Regions from separate parts of the Mus musculus genome. Here regions 1 and 2 are each linked to region 3. A link is a contact called in public HiChIP or PLAC-seq and promoter capture Hi-C data. All regions are on one chromosome and are shown on one strand. Each heading gives the region's core, a stretch centred on a gene start, on an enhancer-like site or on the middle of the called end of the contact. The rest is flanking DNA. Distances are from core to core; before and after follow the strand shown. Region 1 holds the start of Stau1 (staufen double-stranded RNA binding protein 1). Region 2 holds the start of Ddx27 (DEAD box helicase 27). Region 3 holds the start of Zmynd8 (zinc finger, MYND-type containing 8).

What was found. Promoter capture Hi-C pulls out the DNA fragments that hold promoters and counts their contacts. HiChIP or PLAC-seq counts read pairs in DNA pulled down with a chosen protein or histone mark.
Region 1: a promoter capture Hi-C map of liver shows a contact between it and region 3, with 4 times the contacts expected there. The contact joins the promoter of Stau1 here to the promoter of Zmynd8 in region 3. A contact is called at or near these places in 6 of 39 promoter capture datasets (cranial neural crest, hippocampal neurons, liver and 2 more), 2 of 115 datasets of contacts at active chromatin or transcription factors (microglia and pancreatic cancer cells) and 2 of 9 other capture datasets (adipose tissue and liver).
Region 2: an H3K27ac HiChIP or PLAC-seq map of thymic regulatory T cells shows a contact between it and region 3, with 8 times the contacts expected there. The contact joins the promoter of Ddx27 here to the promoter of Zmynd8 in region 3. A contact is called at or near these places in 3 of 39 promoter capture datasets (hippocampal neurons, liver and pre-B cells), 1 of 115 datasets of contacts at active chromatin or transcription factors (thymic regulatory T cells) and 1 of 9 other capture datasets (adipose tissue).

The regions. Positions count from the first base shown.
Region 1 is chr2:166,994,331-166,998,094 of GRCm38.p6, reverse strand. Stau1 (staufen double-stranded RNA binding protein 1) reads left to right here and starts at 1,796. Exons shown (of 12, transcript NM_001109906.2): 1 at 1,796-2,061.
Region 2 is chr2:167,013,934-167,017,671 of GRCm38.p6, reverse strand. Ddx27 (DEAD box helicase 27) reads right to left here and starts at 2,359. Exons shown (of 21, transcript NM_153065.3): 1 at 2,246-2,359. The coding sequence starts at 2,338.
Region 3 is chr2:165,882,901-165,886,340 of GRCm38.p6, reverse strand. Zmynd8 (zinc finger, MYND-type containing 8) reads left to right here and starts at 1,503. Exons shown (of 23, transcript NM_001363020.1): 1 at 1,503-1,733. The coding sequence starts at 1,720. It overlaps 1810021M19Rik (a long non-coding RNA gene), which reads right to left and starts at 612. Exons shown (of 3, transcript XR_866948.2): 1 at 1-612.

The DNA of each region.
Region 1 (3,764 bases), core at 547-3,046, 1.1 Mb before region 3:
ACCAAAATTAAAGAATACAATCTATGCTGGGGGGATGGTGGCACGCACCTTTAGTCCTAGCACTCCGGAGGCAGAGGCAGGAGGATCTCTGTGAGTTTGAAGCCAGTGTGGTATACAGAGGGAGTTCCAGGAGAGCCAGGGCTACACAGTGAAACTGGGGTGGGAGAGTTCATTAATTTAAGCTGGCCGTGTGGTGGTGGCACACACCTTTAATTCCAGCACCCAGGAGGCAGAGGTATTCTGATCTCTCCAAATTTGAGGCCAGCCAGAGCTAAATAGTAAGACCCCATTTCAAACAAAACAAAACCCAAAAAACAAAAAACAAACAAACAAAAAAAACCCCAAACCCACCAAAATTGATTATTTTGTGCGTAAATACGCACATTTTACCCGGTGGGCATCTTCACTGCCCTAACTGCCTATGTGTTGCTTACTTAGCGGAGTTGGCTGGGAACTGGAAGGAACGGCTGGTTCTGGAACTCAGTGTCACTGGGTTTTACAAAAAGCAAACTAAGAAGACTTAATTCAGATAAAGGCGCCCCCCAGTGTCTCTGCAAGTCAGAGGAGGGTCTTTTTAGCTACAGCAGACGTCATCATGAATTCATGCAAAGTCAGCCACAGTGCCTTGGCAAGGAGACTGGGCTGTTAGGCATGCTATTTTTATTTATTTATTTGTTTGTTTGTTTGTGTTTCCAGACACCACCAACTGGCTAGGTTTTTTTTTTTTTCCCCTTTTGGGGTAGGGATGGAACCCGGAGTCTTGGGTATCTAGCTATGATGTTTACCTAGGTGCATCAACCACAGGCACCACTTAAAATAAGCCCAGAGGGGGGCTACAGAGATGGCTCAGCGGTTAAGAGCACTGACTGCTCTTCTAAAGGTCCTGAGTTCAATTCCCAGCAACCACATGGTGGCTCACAACCATCCATAATGAGATCTGATGCCCTCTTCACAATGTACTTACAAATAATAATAAATAAATCTTAAAAAAAAAAAAAGCCCAGAGGATGCCAGCGACTCAGCTCCCACAACCTCCGGTAAGGACCCCATCTAATTCTAAAGACCTGTCTCCCCCGCTACATAAAAGGGTTGCTACATAAAAGGGTTGCTATAGGGCTGGAGAGATAGGTGGCTAACAGTTAAGAACACTTGAAGAGGATCTACCTCACAACTGCCTGAAACTCCTACACCAGGCAGGCAACGCCAGCACTGGACTCCGTGGATGCCTGAACTCAAAACACCAAGGCAAGAAAACCCAAGCTATAAGACTAGTGAAGATGGAGCTGAGCGGTAGAAGTTTGCTTCAATCCCCAGGACTACACTAAACAAGCCCACACCAGCCTCTTGTCCACAGAACCACACTCAGTTTAGAGCTGCGGGAAAGGAACCAGACAGCACTTGTGCTTGTCTGTTTTCGGCTCAGACTTCATTTACTCTGACTTCCCCAGTAAACTCCATAAGGGCAGGGACTTGTGCATTCTCACTGTATTCTCAGCTTTCGGTCTTGCACGCAGCAGCAGGTTAACAAAAGTTAGCGTAGGGAAAAAGGGGTGACTGTAGGAAGGGAACAGAAAGCCTAGAAAAGAAAGGAAGCGAGGCCTGTATTCCCTGCCGAGACCGAGCTCCTGGGAAACTACAACTCCCAACATGCCTCGGACCCAGCGCAGCCGTGCCCGGCCCTTGTGGGCCTTGCGTGCCTAGAGAGCGCATGCGGGACGCGGCGCCCGCTGGGACTTGTGGTTCCTGCCGCGGTGTGTAGGGGGTGGGGCCGGCATGGAGGCGGGCGGGGGCCGGGGGCGGGCGCGGCCCCTCCCCCGTCACTTCCTGCCAGGCTGCGGGCCCCGAGCCGCTCTTCAGCGTTTGCGCTGGCTGTCGTCGCGTCTGTGTGCGCTCCCCCTTCTTCTGAGCCCCGGCCTGGCGGCGCCCGCCTTCGCCTCCGCCACTCCGCCTCTTCCCTCCTCTGGTCGGTCCCTTTTTCCTCGCCGTCTTCACTTGCTTCTTCACCTCCTCGCCGCCGCCCAAGACCGCCGGCCCCGGGACGAGCTCTGGGGAAGCAGCCAGGTAAGGCGGCCGGTCCGGGCCGGGTCGGAGCGGGTCGCGGAAGGACCCACGCAGGCACGGCGTCAGCGGGAGGTGGGCGGCGGGTGGGCTAGGCCTTGCGGGCGCGCGAGCCGCGGCCCAGGCCCGTCTCCGCCTGCGGGGCCTTCCCGGAGGAGGCGGGCCCTCCGCGCCGCTCGTGGGCCCTGTGCCGGAGTTAACGCGGGGGGCGCGGGCGGGCAGGGGCAGCGTCGGTCCGGAGGCCCCCCGGGTTTCGGTGCTATGCACAGTGTCGCGGCCAGTGCCGAGCCGCGGGATGAGGTGCCAATTCCCGGCTCGGCCCCCTTCGTCAGTCACTTCGTATTCTTTGTGTCTCTGTTATGAGGGGGAGAAGGAGGGGGAATAGTATTAATCCTGTCCCAACCCGGTCCCTGCCTCTTCAGGCTGTGAAGTTGTGCAGTGAAATGGGGCGTGTAAAGTGCTTATCAGTGTGCCAGACCCACGTCGTGTCCCAATAAGCCGTTTGCATAATTTATTAAGATGATATGAAGGTATAATTTAGGGTGCAGACGGAACATAAGTTGACCTTCCTTTCCACTAGGGTTTTCTCCGAGGCAGAAGAATCCCGCGTGCCCACTGGCAGTGCCTGAGCATTGTGCTCGCTTGGCACCAGAGAGGGGCGGGCGCTTAATGGGGACACTGTAGCAGACAGGGTATGGATGTAAAGCCATCATCATGTCTGTGAAACCAGCTGTAGGGACTTCACCGGCTCCCCTAGGCTCCGCACCCTGTCCCATGTCTCCCTGCCACCATCCAGAACCTTATTGCCATTCCTTTTTATGAGAAAGTTGCTGGCATAAGCTTCTCTTGGGTTTAGCAGACCTTTTTGGAGCCTTCTTGTGTGTCAGGCTCTGGAGGTGGAGTATGCAAAGATTCGAAAACCGTGGTTTCCTGGTTCGCATCTGTAGCTCTTAACTTTCTTTAGCTGAGGCCCTCCCTAGTTATCAGTTTCTCTTAAGCTCTGGCCTCACCTCCCTACTTATGGGCGAAGCTTTTATTTTGTTCCGTTTTGCGTTTTGCCCATTGTATTGTATGCCTTTTTTAAGGTCACTGTTTTCAATTGCTTGTAGCTGTAATAATTCTGTTTGCTTGCTTGCTTGCTTGCTTGCTTGAGACGTGGTTTCTCGGCACAGTCCTGGCTCTCCTGGAAGAAGAAGCTTGTGCTGTAGACCAGGCTGAGTAGCGGTAATTCTTGAGAATTGGAAGTGTTGGAAGAGATTTAAACTGGGATTTTGATCTTTCAGGGATTTGTACTTACCAAATGTAAATTACATCACTACTTGTTGAAGCAAAAACTAAAAATACATTTGGGGAGTGTGGAGGAAGAAGTCTTGGCCATTCTAGTGAACTTTTAGGAGACTGTCTTTATTCTGACTCAGCCTTGATTTTCTTTAGTAAGATTAAGTAACTTTTTTTTAATTTATTTTTTATTTTTTTATTTTTTGTTTTTTCCAGACAGGGTTTCTCTGTATAGCCCTGGCTGTCCTGGAACTCACTCTGTAGACCAGGCTGGCCTCAAACTCAGAAATCCGCCTGCCTCTGCCTCCCAAGTGCTGGGATTAAACGTGCGTGCTACCATTTTATTTTTGAGCATTATATCAGCAGCAGCTGTTGTGGAAGTCAGAGCACAACTTGTGAGATTCAGTAGGTTGCCAGGTTCCTTGCTG
Region 2 (3,738 bases), core at 1,110-3,609, 1.1 Mb before region 3:
TGGAAGCACGGGTGGACCAGCTGGAAAAGCCTACCTGGGGTCAAATCAACACATAGAATACAAAAGAAACGAGGCAGTGGTGGCTGTAGGGCATGCCTCTAATCTCACAACTAGGGAGGCAAAGGCAGGTGCATCTCTATGAGTACCAAACAGCCAGGGCTACTTGGGAGAACCTGTCTCAACATAGATGAATAAACCTTAAGCTGGATGTGGTGGTGCACACCTTTAATTCCAGCACTTGGGAGGTAGAGGTGTCAGGCAGATGTCAGTCAGCCAGGGTTGACACAGAACCATGTCTCCACATCTCCAAAACTTCTGAGAAGGCAGAAACTGACATCTCTGCAGAAGCTGACTGGTCAGCTGACCCTCCCTGTTAAGTCCTATGTTCCAGTAAGAGAATGGTTTCCAAAAACAAAGTGGACAGCTCCCAAGAAATGACAGACACTTGATATACATTAACCTCTGGCCTGCTAACACATGCTTGTACCTACACACATATACTACACTTGCAAGAGTGTAGACACACACATGGGGGTGAGACATGGGGGATGGGGAGTGTAATAATGGCCAGTATAGTCTAGCCAGTGAATTCCATACCTATGTAAGATCCCGTCTCTAAGCAAGGTGGACAACTGGAGTAACAGCCCACAAAGTTGTTCTCTGGCCCCACACACGTGCATGTGAACAAGTACGCGCACAAGAACATGTACACAGGCACACATATGAATGTGCATAAACAATGCAAACAGCAACAGGACCGTCAGAAGCTCAAATGTATCCAAGATCCAGTTTCAAAAGGAAACACAAAACTGATACAGAATTGGATACCAACAAGCTTCTTACGGAGTGAGGCACTGCTCTAGTTCTGCCTTACAGAGCAGGTAATACATGAGCTAAGTCTCTCCCGGCCACCACCCAGTACATGCCAGGAGAGACAAAGTCATCCTCCATCCTGGACACCAAGGTACTTGCTCCCAAACCTGGATCGATTTAAAATGCCTCATGCCAATGGCAGACATCAGAAAACTGTTGTCCTGTACAGTGGTAGCCCGGAGGGAAGCGGAGGCAGCAGGAGGGTTCCAGAATGAAACCCTCCTGTTGTGGAGAGAAAAAAAGCCAGAGCAGACTGAGACATCTAGACACATGGTTCACAACCTTCCCAACCCAGATGGTGGTGACCCCAAACCATAAAGTTATTTCCGTTGAGACTTCATAACCATAATTCATTACTGTTATAAATCATAATGTAAATATCTGAAATGAGATCCTAGGGTCCCCAGGGTCTGGAGCCACAGGTGGAGAACTACTGAGGGAAGCCTTCCAGGCAGAGAGCAGAAGTGTGAAGAGAAGCTGGGCACACCTTTAATCCCAGCACTCAGGAGGCAGAGGCAGGCAGATCTGAGTTCGAAGTCTACCGAGGTAGGTCCAGGACAGCCAGGGCTATAGAGAGAAAGCCTGGGGGAGTGGGCTGGGTAGAGATGTGAAAGGCTCTGAGCAGAAAAAGAACACAAGTTTCTAAGACATGAAATGGAATGGTATGTCGGTGTTGCCAGGACAAGGAAGGCTGCTGAGGGTCAAATGGCAGAAAAGACAACAGAGCCTGGCCTGACTCTGAAAGCCACAAAAACTTAGCTGCATGGCTGGAACCACTCAGACCACTGAGACCACTCAGCTACTTGGTAAGGAGACCACCAAGCTGGAAACTGAAGTATGTGAGGGGCACAGGTTTGCAGGTGTGCGGGTGGGACTTGCAAAGACCGGAGTGTGGATGGACAGAGGGATAGAAGCCTTGGACAGACGCCTAAACTGACCAGCAGAGCTCCAAACGACCTCCCAGCAACATCCTTAAAGACTGGAGCCTTAGACATCAGCTTTCTCGGAATCGGACTGCAGAGGGCCTGGGCCATCCTTAGTGTCGTGTGAGGCTGGCTGACGCCGGTGTGAGGCACTGAGAGTTTGGGTTTGGGTCTTTTTCTCTCGCCACTCACCCTGGAGCCACTTTCTCAGGGCTACATCCCCACCGCCTAGCATCACTAGAACCCCCTTGGGAGGCTTGATGGATAGGTGGGAGCATGTGTCCCCGACTGGGCAGGAAGCAAGACTGACTTCGCCTGCGAAGTTCGACTCCGCACAGCTTGGTGACACGGCCTGCATGGGGACACCTGAGCACGCTGAGGAGGGCCTGGGGCCCGCAGCTGGTTCCCGGCCGCTCCCGCCCACGGCCCCTTCTCCCGCCGGCTCCTACCTCCTCCTCCTCGTCTCCGGAGTCCGACTCGGGCTCAACCGGCACCTCGTCATTCTCGCCGATGGTCCGGATGAAGCCGAGCTCCGCCAGCATGCTGAAGAAGCAGCCACTTCCGGACGTAGCGAGTGCGGCGCGCCGACACGACCCGCCTTTTCCGCGACCCGCTCGGCGTCGCGCGCATGTGCTTCACGTCACTTCCGCTCGGGGGCGGCACTTTGAGACTTCGCGGGCCTGCGTGGTTTCCAATAATAAAATCAAATGGGTGGGGCGTTGTTTAGATTAGAAAACTACTTTGTTTTGGGAAAGAAATAGAAGTCTGAGAGTGTGTAAAGGTGAGGGAAAAATTAGAAGTATGTGTACATTTGGGAACTTAACAACAAAATGGTAGTCAGGGCTGCCATCTGGCTCAGCATGGCAAAGGCCACACTACTCCTGAGTGCGATCCCGGTACCTACAAGGGGAAAGAAGAGCTCGGAATCCAGAGTTGTCCTCTGATCTTCACACCCTTTTCAAGTGAACACGCCCCTCTGTATACACAATTATAATAATTAACAGGGGGCTGGATTCCTGGAGGGCTGGTTTAGTGGCTAAGAGCACTGGTTGCTCCTGCAGAAGACCCAGGTTTGATTCCTAGCACCCACAAGGTGGCTCACAGCTGTCTGTAACTCCGTATCTGACCTCTGCGGCCACTGGGAACATCTGGTGCACAGACATGTATGCAGGCATGATGCAGGCACATAAAAGTTTAAATAATAGATAATATTTTAAGGATGGTCGAATTGTAAGTTCTATTTTCTTTTCTTTTTTTTTTTTTAAAGATTTATTTATTATTATATGTAAGTACACTGTAGCTGTCTTCAGACCCACCAGAAGAGGGAGTCAGATCTTGTTACGGATGGTTGTGAGCCACCATGTGGTTGATGGGATTTGAACTCTGGACCTTTTGGTCTGTATCCCTTCTTTTCCACTGCCTCTGGTGAGTAGTAGACTACAAGAGAGGTTAAAGCATTTATGAACCATTATTAAAAGTACGGGTATGGGCTGGTGAGATGGCTCAGTGGGTAAGAGCACCCGACTGTTCTTCCGAAGGTCCAGAGTTCAAATCCCAGCAACCACATGGTGGCTCACAACCATCCGTAACAAAATCTGACTCCCTCTTCTGGAGTGTCTGAAGACAGCGACAGTGTACTTATATATAATAAATAAATAAATAAATAAAATCTTAAAAAAAAAAAAAAAAAAACATTAAAAGTACGGGTACTTGGGAGGCAGAGGCAGGCAGATTTCTGAGTTTGAGACCAGTCTGGTATACAAAGTGAGTTCTGGGACAGCCAGGGCTATATAGAGAAATCCTGTCTCAGAAAAAAAAAAAAAAAAAAAAAGCCAGGCATGGTGACACATGCCTTTAATCCCAGCACTTGGGAGGCAGAGGCAGGCAGATTTCTGAGTTCAAGCCAGCCTGGTCTACAAAGTGAGTTCCAGGACAGCCAGGG
Region 3 (3,440 bases), core at 254-2,753:
TAGGAGAGAGCCTTGGACAGTTTTTGATTCTCCTCTGTGCCTTTTCTACAAATGACAGTTTTTAGGAAAGAATCAGGCACTGGTCTCCCACCCAGCACCATCGGGGAGAATTCTAAGCAGGTCTGAGGAACTAGTTAATATTTTACTGGGGAGCAGAGCCAGAGATGGGGGGAGTAGGGGGACTGCCAATGTGAGGCTGTGTGTGTGAAATTGCCCTTCCATCTGCCTTAGGGGACGAAAAGAAGCAGTTCTCTGTGGAAATAAATTGAAGCAAGAAGCCTTACGAAGCCCAGGGGATTTGTCTGCCCACCAAACAGGGCCCAGTTTCCCCCCAGAACACACATACAGGGGCGATTGTGGCAGAAAGGGCCAACCTGTGGGTGTGTAGGCCTGACTATAATGGACGGGCTTGTTTCCTGGCCCGGTTTGACATCTTTCTCTGTCCCTCTGGATTTAAATGGCTTCTCTGACTGAGAGGCACTGCCTGTATGCCCTGGATTCACAAGGTCCACGCCTCCTTGGGAAGCAGAAGCGAGACAGCAGCTAGCTAGCTCCCTCTCTCTCTCTCTCTGCATCTGCCCGGAGAGCTGCAGCTGGTATTTTTCCACAGGCCCTTTTCTACAATCTCAGGGCCTAGTTTTTCCCAGCGAGGCCCAGAGTCCCAGAGAGGGTTAACAGGCAGGAAGCTGAAGGCATCACAGACTAAGACGGAAGTCAGATTTTTGTTTAACTGACAGGTTTAGCAGGCCTCATCGGTGGGGGGAGGGAGCAGAGGGAGGGAAGACTTAAATGGAGGCATGTGGCCTGCTAGCAACGCATTTGGCTTTTCTTAGGGTAAGCCTGGAGAGGGTATCTCCCTTGCCATCCTGACAGAGCCCTTTTTGGTTTGTCTTTGAGGATCGGCTGAGGGGTGGCGGTGAGAGGTTAGAGGTCTCCCAGTTTTGCAAATGGCTCTGTGGGCCTGCCTTTTTTCCAAGAGCCACTTTGACCATGACTAGGCAAACTTGATCGCTCCACCTCACAGCAAGCTGCACCTCTCAGCTCCCTGGAACCTGGGTGCCCCTTGCTGATTTGTTGGGGCTCCCTCGGGCTGCCTGTCTCACTCCCCGCGCGCGCCCCCCCCCCCCGCCCCCCTCAGAGGCCTGCGTCTGGCCTTGTCCCTATTGCTTCTGCCTCCCTGGGGCTCTCTCCACCCCTAAGCTCGACTTTGTCCTTTGAGACCCACTCAAGCTGGCTTGTTCTATAAAACGGCCTGCTCGCCTTCTTAGAGAAGGACTTGTGTGTGGGGGCAGGCGTGGATGGGTCAGCCAGCCCACCCCAAAAGGGCCCTTCCCAGTGGCGCGCTGGCTTCAGGCTTTGCTGGAGCAGGTCAGGCTGGCTGCACGGGTTTGCCTGGCCTGGGGGATCGAGCCAGGGGGTGGGAGAAGTGCTTGTGGAGGCCCCTGTCCCAAGTTTTCCCTCCTGCAGAAGGCCTAGCTTAGCCTGTCTTTTTCTATGCACAGGATGGCTCTTGCTCACCCGAGCCTCACAAAGATAATCGCTCAGGAAGTGTTTCAGCCAATCGGCGGCGGCTTTACACTCCGATTGGCCGGGGCAGCCAATCGGGGATGAGCTTTTATTAGGCGGCCAGATCATCAGCCGAAGTGCCAAACCCTTTTTCTGTGAGAACTAGGAGCCTGTCCTCCATGTTTTATAAGTATTGACATTACACAGTTAACAATGCATCCACAGAGGTAAGCTCGGCTTTTTAACCATCTTTTCCCCCCTCCCTCCGAGTCATCGAGTCGTGGACTAGCAGTGTGATTTCTCTGTAGCCTGGCTCTGCCACACTTCCCCCCCCAGAGCACTTAGGGTAACTTGGGACTGTTTAGAGAGATTTTTTTTTTCCTTTTTGGGTCACATGGCTAAGTAGCCATTAGCCATAGCTTGATTTTACAGACTGGTGAGGGCTTGGAATACCTTTATTTTGACCAGGACAAAGAATTTCTGGACTAGTTTGAAGCTAGATCCTGGTATGCCAAAAGAGAAGCTATTATCCCCCCTTCTTTTATTTTATTTTTCCCTCCCTTCCTCTCCCCCCTCTCCCTCTCTCTCTGAACAGTCCTCCCCCTGCACTGTCGGCCGCTGTGTGTCACATGCCTGCTGGGGGAAGAAAATGGAAGGTAAGCCAGAAGCCAGAAGGTCTTCTCCCAGCACAGTTCAGGACTGCCTGTGGCAGAGAGCAGAGCAAGCCAGCTTGCTTCTCCAGAGCGGTTCTGGGAAAGGCTGGGCTAAGTTCTGACAAGAGAGGATGCGTGTTTGCACCAGAAGTCAGGCCTGAACAAGAACAGTACTCAGGGACCCAGGCTGGTTCCTGGGCCTAGGTGGGTGGTGGCGTGTGGACTGTCATCTCTTCCTCTCCAGAGCTTCGCACTCGCAGCAACATTGTTCAGGGTTTTTTTTTCCTCCCCCCGACTTAGCTTGGTACAGAATGTTCTTCAAGTCAGCCTACAGCCAGCAAATGGTTCTGAAAGTGTTTCCTAGCCTCTGAGGGAGTTTTTGGAGTAGGCTTGGTGCCTGGGGGGTTGGGGGTGGGTGGGGTGGGAGTGGGGATGGGGAGAGATTTTGAATAACATCCTGAAGGGGGGAAAAAAAGAGATCTGTGAAGACTCTGACTCCTTTAGTTTTATACTTCTTGCATGATTTTTCCATGGGCTAATGTCTCTTTTATCCTTGTCTCCCTCCCCCCTTTTCAAACATTCTATCATCTTCTGTCTTCTGTGATACAGTGCAGGGGACATGGCTCATACATACCTGAGGCTCATGACAGCATCCCATATCCAGTTGCTGGGTTGTGTTGTTGTGGTTGTTGTAGTGGTGGTGGTGGTGGTGGTGGTGTGTGTTTTTAATAATACCATGTAACTGTTTACCAAAAAAAAAAAAAAATTTCCTTTTTGATCAAGTCCCAAATCTGCCAGCCTGTCCTCTCCTCCTAACTGGGGAAAAGTGAGACGGTTGCTTGAACGTGTGTTGGGTAAGTAAACCTGCCTCCTCTGCGAACGTGGATCAAGAGTTTGGTGAACCTCTGGGGTCTGTGGTAATGGGGGTGGGGAGAGGGTGGCTTCCAGAGAGTGTCTTTGAGTTTAGGTGATGGCTGGAATCCACTGTTGTTCCTGCTAATCTGCAGTTAGGGCTGCAGCTCTCACTTCCTGCTTACTCTCCGCTGGGGGCAGGAATTACTGGGTTCCTTGTGACTCGCAGCTAGACCTTGGATTGTGCTTGGCTCTTCTGAACTCTGGGTAGGTGATCTGCTTGTGAAATGTGAAATGTGAGCAAAGCTGTTTTGTCCTTCCAGGGTTCCAGAGCCCCCCCCCCCCACACACACACAGGGCATGTGCCTGCATGTGCGCCTTGTGTTTTCATATGTAAGTTTTATGGTGTTTACATCTAGAACAGAAGCC